Linked DNA regions of Sus scrofa: region 1 is linked to region 2. A link is a contact called in public HiChIP or PLAC-seq data. All regions are on one chromosome and are shown on one strand. Each heading gives the region's core, a stretch centred on a gene start, on an enhancer-like site or on the middle of the called end of the contact. The rest is flanking DNA. Distances are from core to core; before and after follow the strand shown.

The links. HiChIP or PLAC-seq counts read pairs in DNA pulled down with a chosen protein or histone mark.
Region 1: an H3K27ac HiChIP or PLAC-seq map of alveolar macrophages shows a contact between it and region 2. The contact joins two enhancer-like sites. A contact is called at or near these places in 1 of 47 Hi-C or Micro-C datasets (embryonic fibroblasts) and 1 of 2 datasets of contacts at active chromatin or transcription factors (alveolar macrophages).

The regions. Positions count from the first base shown.
Region 1 is chr7:11,491,269-11,494,654 of Sscrofa11.1, reverse strand. The region is part of intron 3 of JARID2 (protein Jumonji); the gene reads right to left. Among named protein-coding and RNA genes, the nearest start is that of JARID2, 130 kb to the right of the region's middle. Within about 2 kb of position 1,439, at least 4 of the 83 cell types and tissues checked have an H3K27ac peak or open chromatin away from gene starts, as enhancers often do. A contact at or near this core is called in alveolar macrophages, where this site is marked.
Region 2 is chr7:11,093,979-11,097,377 of Sscrofa11.1, reverse strand. The region is part of intron 1 of LOC110261780 (a long non-coding RNA gene); the gene reads left to right. Among named protein-coding and RNA genes, the nearest start is that of JARID2, 260 kb to the left of the region's middle. Within about 2 kb of position 1,532, at least 10 of the 83 cell types and tissues checked have an H3K27ac peak or open chromatin away from gene starts, as enhancers often do. A contact at or near this core is called in alveolar macrophages, where this site is marked.

The sequences.
Region 1 (3,386 bases), core at 190-2,689, 400 kb before region 2:
CACACATTTATATACATACACACACACATATAGAAAGCAGATCAGAGGAAAATAAAACTAGTGGCAAAAATCAGTATTCTCCCCAGTGGCAGTCTTTGTGATTTTCTGAAATTTCCAAATTTACCATAATTAAAATTAATTTCTGTAAAAGTTAAAGGAAATCTCAGAAATGATTTAAATGGTATCACAAGGAAAACAGGTGTGCTGCCATCACAGGTGTAGTTCCCAATCACAAAACAAGGTCCTTAAAGAATAAAAGTGAATATGTGAGACATTGCTTATGAGGCACTGACAAAAAACCTGCCTAAGCTACATGAGAACAGTAGACCATTTTGAAGCCGATGACACATCTCTGTATTGAAGTCAAGCATAATATGAATATCGTGACATAATACCACGAGCACAAGTATTCTGAAATTGCCTCAAACACTAAAAGGCACTTAAATCAAACGTCCTTATCCTTTCACTTCGTCAGCAACTGTCTACCTAGAAGACCAAGAGCATGCTTCTGAAATTAACCACAATGGCTATCTAAAAGGACTTCCAGGCAACAAGACAAGAACAACAACAAAAATAGAGCATGAGGAGAATAAGAGAGGAGACTTGAACCGCTCAGCCTGTCTCTGTAACTGCAAGGCCTCATTTGTAACTCAGGTCACCAGGTGGCTTTGAAAATTAACTAAAACTAGCCAGAACAACCACGTACCAAGGAATCAGGAGTCACAACTGGCTAGTTAGTGGCTACCCTTTAGGACAACGCAGATGTCACATCTCCATCATCACAGAGAGCTTTCCCGGCCAGTGCTCATCTACAGAATGTTTCTGCATTTTGTCTCAAGACCCAACAGCCAAGCGTGCAGGTGGCAGCAGCTCCTCATCTCTCTGCTGTCCTCTGCGAGGACCCAGTCCACAGGACACGTCAGACAGACGGCGGGGTGAAAGGAGAGCAGCAGGCGGACCAATCGCCTTCAACACAGCAATGGCTCACGGTGCGCTGGTCTAGTTCTTACAGGAGGGGAGAAGGAACAGGGAGGCTAGAAGCATTCAAAAGCCACAAGCTCATGCAGAAAGCTAAGGAATGTAGAAAAACCTTCTGTGCAAAGTCATTACCCCACAGAAGTGTTTTGTTTTGTTTAAATCACAAATGGTTTTAGGTGATCCTGATACAGCTGGAGGGTGAACGGTCAGCAAGCACCTAGACTCAGGAACAAGGTGCCACATGAAACTGTTCTGCGTTAGACTCGCCTCTTGCTCCAGGATACAGGCACTGAGAGGTGTAAACCCACAGAGGGCTCTAGGCTCACTGCCTCCTTCCTACATGAGCAGAGAAGCCAGCCCCCTGTACTTCTGGTGCAGGGAGGATGCGCACACCAGAGCCCCCCTCCTATCTATGGCCTTGCCACGCCCCTCCAGCTTCTGCAAAAGCATCCAAACATTTCCTAACCCCAGACCACAGGGCATGGAGCAAGCTGGAAGGCCATAAGCCTCCCTTAGACACACCCTGTCATCACTCATCACTAAAACAGAACCAAGTGAGCCAAAGGGGGGGTGAGGGTTTTATTTTACTTAAGGAGAAAACCAAGGAAGGGATGACTGCTCATAGAGATACCCAGGGCAGAACTAGAATTCTAAGACCAAGTCAGGGCGTATCATAACAATGTACCAACTTTTTGATGCATCCACTATTGCTTTAAAGGGCTGGAATCCAGAAACTTGGGGTTGATGATTTGACAGATTGCGGGGTGAATGGTTATATAACATAGCCACTATCACTTCTAAAAGGCTGCTGAGGAGTTCCCTGGTGGCTCAGAGGGTTAAGGATCTACTGCTGGGGCTCTGGTTACAGCTGTGGCACAGATTCGATCCCTGACCCCAGGAACTTCCACAGGCCATGGATGAGGCCCCACACACAAAAAAAAATTTTAATAAATAAAAAGATAAAAAGCTTCTGAAAATAAAGGCCCTAAGAATGTCCTTTCTTTGACACTGACCTAAAGTTTGGTTGCCATCCTCATGTACTTTCTCCATCCACCCACCTTGGGCCTCAGGCCTCTCCCCACCAAGCCAGCTGGTACAGACCCATCTTCTTTCATGAACCAAGTGCCAGCTCAGAAACCGGCCTCGAGCGCTCTGTGCGCATGTGGGGCGCCCCACCCCCACACACCCAACTCTTCCTATTCCTACTGGGCAGGTTTCCCAACAGCACTGAGGGATGACCTGCTGCGAAAAACAAAAGAGGGATCATTTCCTGCTAGCTACCTAGGTCAGGGTTTCTGCTCCCCAAGTCCTAGGGGGAGGTCTAATTACAGGCTGGCGCCCAGACCTCAGGAATGAAGCAAACCAATTTTAATACAGCCCTTTAAGTGTGCTGTTTTATGACACAGCTACAGCTTTTATGAGAAGTGGTCAGGTAATGCATATCTAGAACCTCAGTAACAAATGCCCTTTGAACGCTTCCCTTCTGCCAGGTACTAAGGACTTTAAATAAATCATCCCATTAATGCTAAAACTATTGCTTCTGAGAAAGAAATTATTCCTCCACGTAGAGAGCTGGGAAACAATGAGCTGGAGCCCAAGACGATGGCCAAGTCAGGTCTGCTAGTTCTCTTCCCCCTTGGTGGGACTGTGAGCCATTCTTTCAGAGATGACAGCATGGTCCTCTCTGCCAATTTCCACGACAGGGGCTGGAGGGCTGTGGCCTCCTGGCCCGCAACTGGCAGGAGGATGAATGCCCCGCAGTTCCCTCCAGGAAGCCTCTAGTTCACGTGTATTCACAGCTCCAGGGCCTCAAGCTAGACCAGGGCCACTGAACCCACCTCGCGTTTCAGAGTCTATCCAGGAAGGCGTAGCTTTGGTTCATACGGATGCCTTTTTTTCTGAGTATGTGTAATACACAGATTGTTCTGAGCTCTCTCTGTCCACCACCTTCCAATGAAACCCCATCAATTCCTCAGACAGAAAGCACCCTTGACTTGGATTCTGCTTCACAATGGGGCAAAGAACGTCAAGGAGACTGTGTGGCAAGTCAGCCAGCAGTGGTGCCCAGCACCTCCCATCCACTACCGAGACTAGCCACTTGATGGCAATCTTAATCTATCCCCTTGGAATTCCTCCATAAAGGAGACCCTAGCAGGAAGGGGCGCCACGAGTGGGCCGGCGGGCACTAAGGACACTGCTGGGGGAGGCATCTTTGCTGGCCGGCATCTGCGGTGACAGGGTTGTGAAGGATGGATAGAGCAGCTAAGCCAAGGGTCTCCCCGGGGTTATTCTCCACGTCACGGACGCCGGCGGGGGCCCGGACAGCAGTGAGTGTACGAGCTCTGCCGTCAGACAACCTGGGAAGATGGAAATCTCCCAGGCCCCATGGCACATTCACATCGGGCTTT
Region 2 (3,399 bases), core at 283-2,782:
TCGAGCCCTTCCCCCTCCCTTCCCCGCCACCCCCGCCCCTGTTTGTGTGTGAGTAATTAGAAGGCCGGGCTGCCCGCTTCCAAGGGAGGCGGTCCCTCCTCCCGCTGCCTTTGTGGTGGCTCTAAGTGGACACGCTATTCTTCTGCGCTTCCTGCCGTGGAAGTCCCGACCAGGGTCACTTGCAGGGCTGTTAAACAGCTGCCGCGCCTCACCCTGGCAGCAGACAAGGCCATTCCGGGGCCATCCATCAGCTGCGCCAGACAAGGCTTTTGGGACCTGCCTGGATGAAAGATGGGACGTGAGCGTGGGCGTGGCCCCAGTTTGCCCAGCCTCCAGACGTAATTTGTCCCGGTGCGGGAGTGACAGAACCTGTGCTGTCCTTTGGGTGGTGGCCAGGGCTGCTTTGCTCTGCCTCATTCAGTCGTTCAGTGTTAATTGACTGCCTGCTTAAGACAGGGCAAGACACTGCAGTACCAGCTTTTTCGCCTTTTCATGTCAGTAGCCAACATTTGTGTTGGTAGATGTCAGAAAGACTGCTTGCGGGAAACATGTTGTTGGGGTGTGTGTGTGTGTGTGTGTGTGTGTGTGTTACTCTACCCTTTAGGGGTAGCTAACCTCCAGCTCAAGGCTTTGGCTTTTTCAGTAGATACCATCTATTCCTAGTTTTATCAATGGAGAATCTCAGATTTTCGTTGGTCACTCTCTTCTTGAGATACTACCATTGAAAATTCAAACCTTCTGTGTCCTGGGCCTTTTAGCCATCACACCCTTGGTGGGTATGAGGAAACCATGTGATTCAGGACTGACAGCTCCCCGCCCCGCACCTCTAGTGTCCGCTGCATTTCTGCTCTCTACTGTTAAGAGGAGAGGAAGTGACAGGCAGAGATGAGTTATGGGCGAAATAATATTCTCCTTCCTAAATCTCTGTCTGCCCTGAGAGCTGGTCCCAGCATCTGTGACCCCTGGCCCTAGGACAACCTGTGAGGTTAACCCTTAAAGAGGGGGCGCCGGCACAGAGGGCAGCATTGGCAGGGGGGAGACTGGGGGTGGTGAATAAATAATGTCTCCTACATAAGTTTTTCACGTATCTGTCAAGGCTGCTGTGATATACGTATTTATAGAGTTACATAAGCTACACTAGCCTTTTGTCATCCTGTTTTCTCCATCAAAGGAAATTATGATGCAATTACTCGCACGTAGTAGTTGAGGATGTTATTTGACCTAAAGGGGATTTTCCTGGTTGAAAAGTTCAGTCATCTTTAGGAAATAAAATATGAATGTGCATTTTGTTAAAAAAGTTTTTTTTAAATTAAAAAAAAAAAAATCCTGGGAGAAAATAGAAACCACAGAAGCTGGCGGTGCTGTAAAAGCGGCCTAATCTGCCTTTGAGGTTCAGATCATTTGCCTTTCAACCGTGTGCCCAAGCCCTGAGCTCTGCACAGGCCAACATTATCAGCCCGGCAGCTTTCCGAGGATCTCTCTGAGCCAGGGTTAGAGGGAGGCAGGACTCTGAAGGAGGAAGGACAGCAGGGGGAAGTGAATCTCGCAGCAGCTACTGGAGCGTGGAAAGCCCCTCGATCCCTCAGCACACCTTCGCTGTTTGCCTTCTGGCCCAGTTGTTCCGGTTTGGTTGTCGGTTAAATATTTTCCTTGCTTTCCCTTTGGCATGATAGATTGTGGACGTCTAAACATGGGCCCTTTCCCATCTGGGCTTTCCCTGCCTCTTTCCTGGGGCTATAAGGGGCTTGTGTGAAGGGCCTGACCTGGCGTGGATGCCAGGCTCCCAGAAGCAGGGGCAAAAGCATCTCTATGTGCACAGCGCTTGGGTTAAGTAGGCCTTTCATTGCTGTAGTCAACACCTTTTGTTGCTGCCAGACCCTTCAGGATTGATTCGGTATTAGCCGTACTTTGAGGTCGGCTGGACAGGGGGAAACATGCCCAGAGCAGCTTCCAGAAGGGACACACTGAACACTGCTTCCTTTGCTTCCTTCCTTCAGGAAATCTGCTGAGGAAAACAGAAGCTTGTTAGTCCCAATTTTGGCGATAAGTAGAATATATAACCAGAGACAGTAAAAACCCTTTAGGAAGTTCCCACTTAACACATTTGCTTCTGTGATTGTTCACATTTTTACATCCTGCCCTTGATTTTCTATTTCCTTTCTATGAAAATTTCATGAGTTGGTTCATTTTGAAAAAAGAATTCTTAAATCGCACATAATTCTATTTACTCAGACTCCACTTCATGTATGAACTCACTGGAATGGAGAGGACACTGCTCTATCTGAAAATCCCGCATTTCATCAGATGTTCCACTTGGGTGTGTCAGAGGCAGAAGCCCACCGAGGTGGTTTTCCGGTTGCGAAGTTGTGCTTGTGAGCTGTTGAGGGGATGCTTGAATTATAAACAGCACGGCCCGGTACTGTTGCAGGGGACGAAGCTGACGTTTGGTAGCCCAGACTGTAAGGAAGAATTCTTAGCTGTTTTTTTCTGGATCATACCCTTTCCTTTGTGAACACTGTTGACATACTGCCTTCAGACTAGAAGACATGAAATGTGAAAAACTCCAAGCATTTTTTTCCTCCAAGGCACCTATCTTATTCCATGCCTCTTCCTTTCTATTACTCACTTTATGGGTGTTTGCTTTGTTTTTTTGGAATGGGGGAATGGAAGGAGTTCCAGGAGGAAGGAATTTTGCATCAATAAATTCTTTCTTTTTTTATTATTTATTTACTTGCCTTTTTTTTTTTTTTTTTTTTTTTTAGGGCTGCACCTGTGGCATTTGGAGGTTCCCAGGCTAGGAGTCGAATCGGAGCTGTAGTGGCCGGCCTACGCCAGAGCCACAGCCATGCAGGATCCAAACCACGTTTGCAACCTACACCACAGCTCATGGCAACACCAATTCCTTAACCCACTGATTGAGGCCGGGGACCAAACCCGCATCCTAACAGTTCCTGGTTGGAGTCATTTCCGCTGTGCCACAACGGGAACTCCTGCATCAAGAAATTCTTATGCTCAAAAAAAAAAAAATTCTTATGCTCAAATTCTCAAGCCCTTTTTTAAAAAAAGTTGAGACGTAATTGATAAAAGGTTATATTTGTTTCCGGAGTACAGTGATTTGATATTTGCATATACAGTGAAATCATCATGAGGATGTGTAGTTAACATCCAGCAAACTCTCCAGCTCTTGAACTCTCGTTCAAACTCTAAGAATTCAGAGTCCTTTTGTTAGTATATCCACTTTGCTATTCAATTGGCAGTGAAAAATCAAAGAATTTCTTATGTTGGACTGGGCACCACCTCATGTGTGGAGGCATGGAAAGATAGGCATAGACTCATCCCTAAGACACTTAGCCTCTAGTGGTCCAGGCAAGGTTTACGAACGAGTTAACTGGAGAGCAG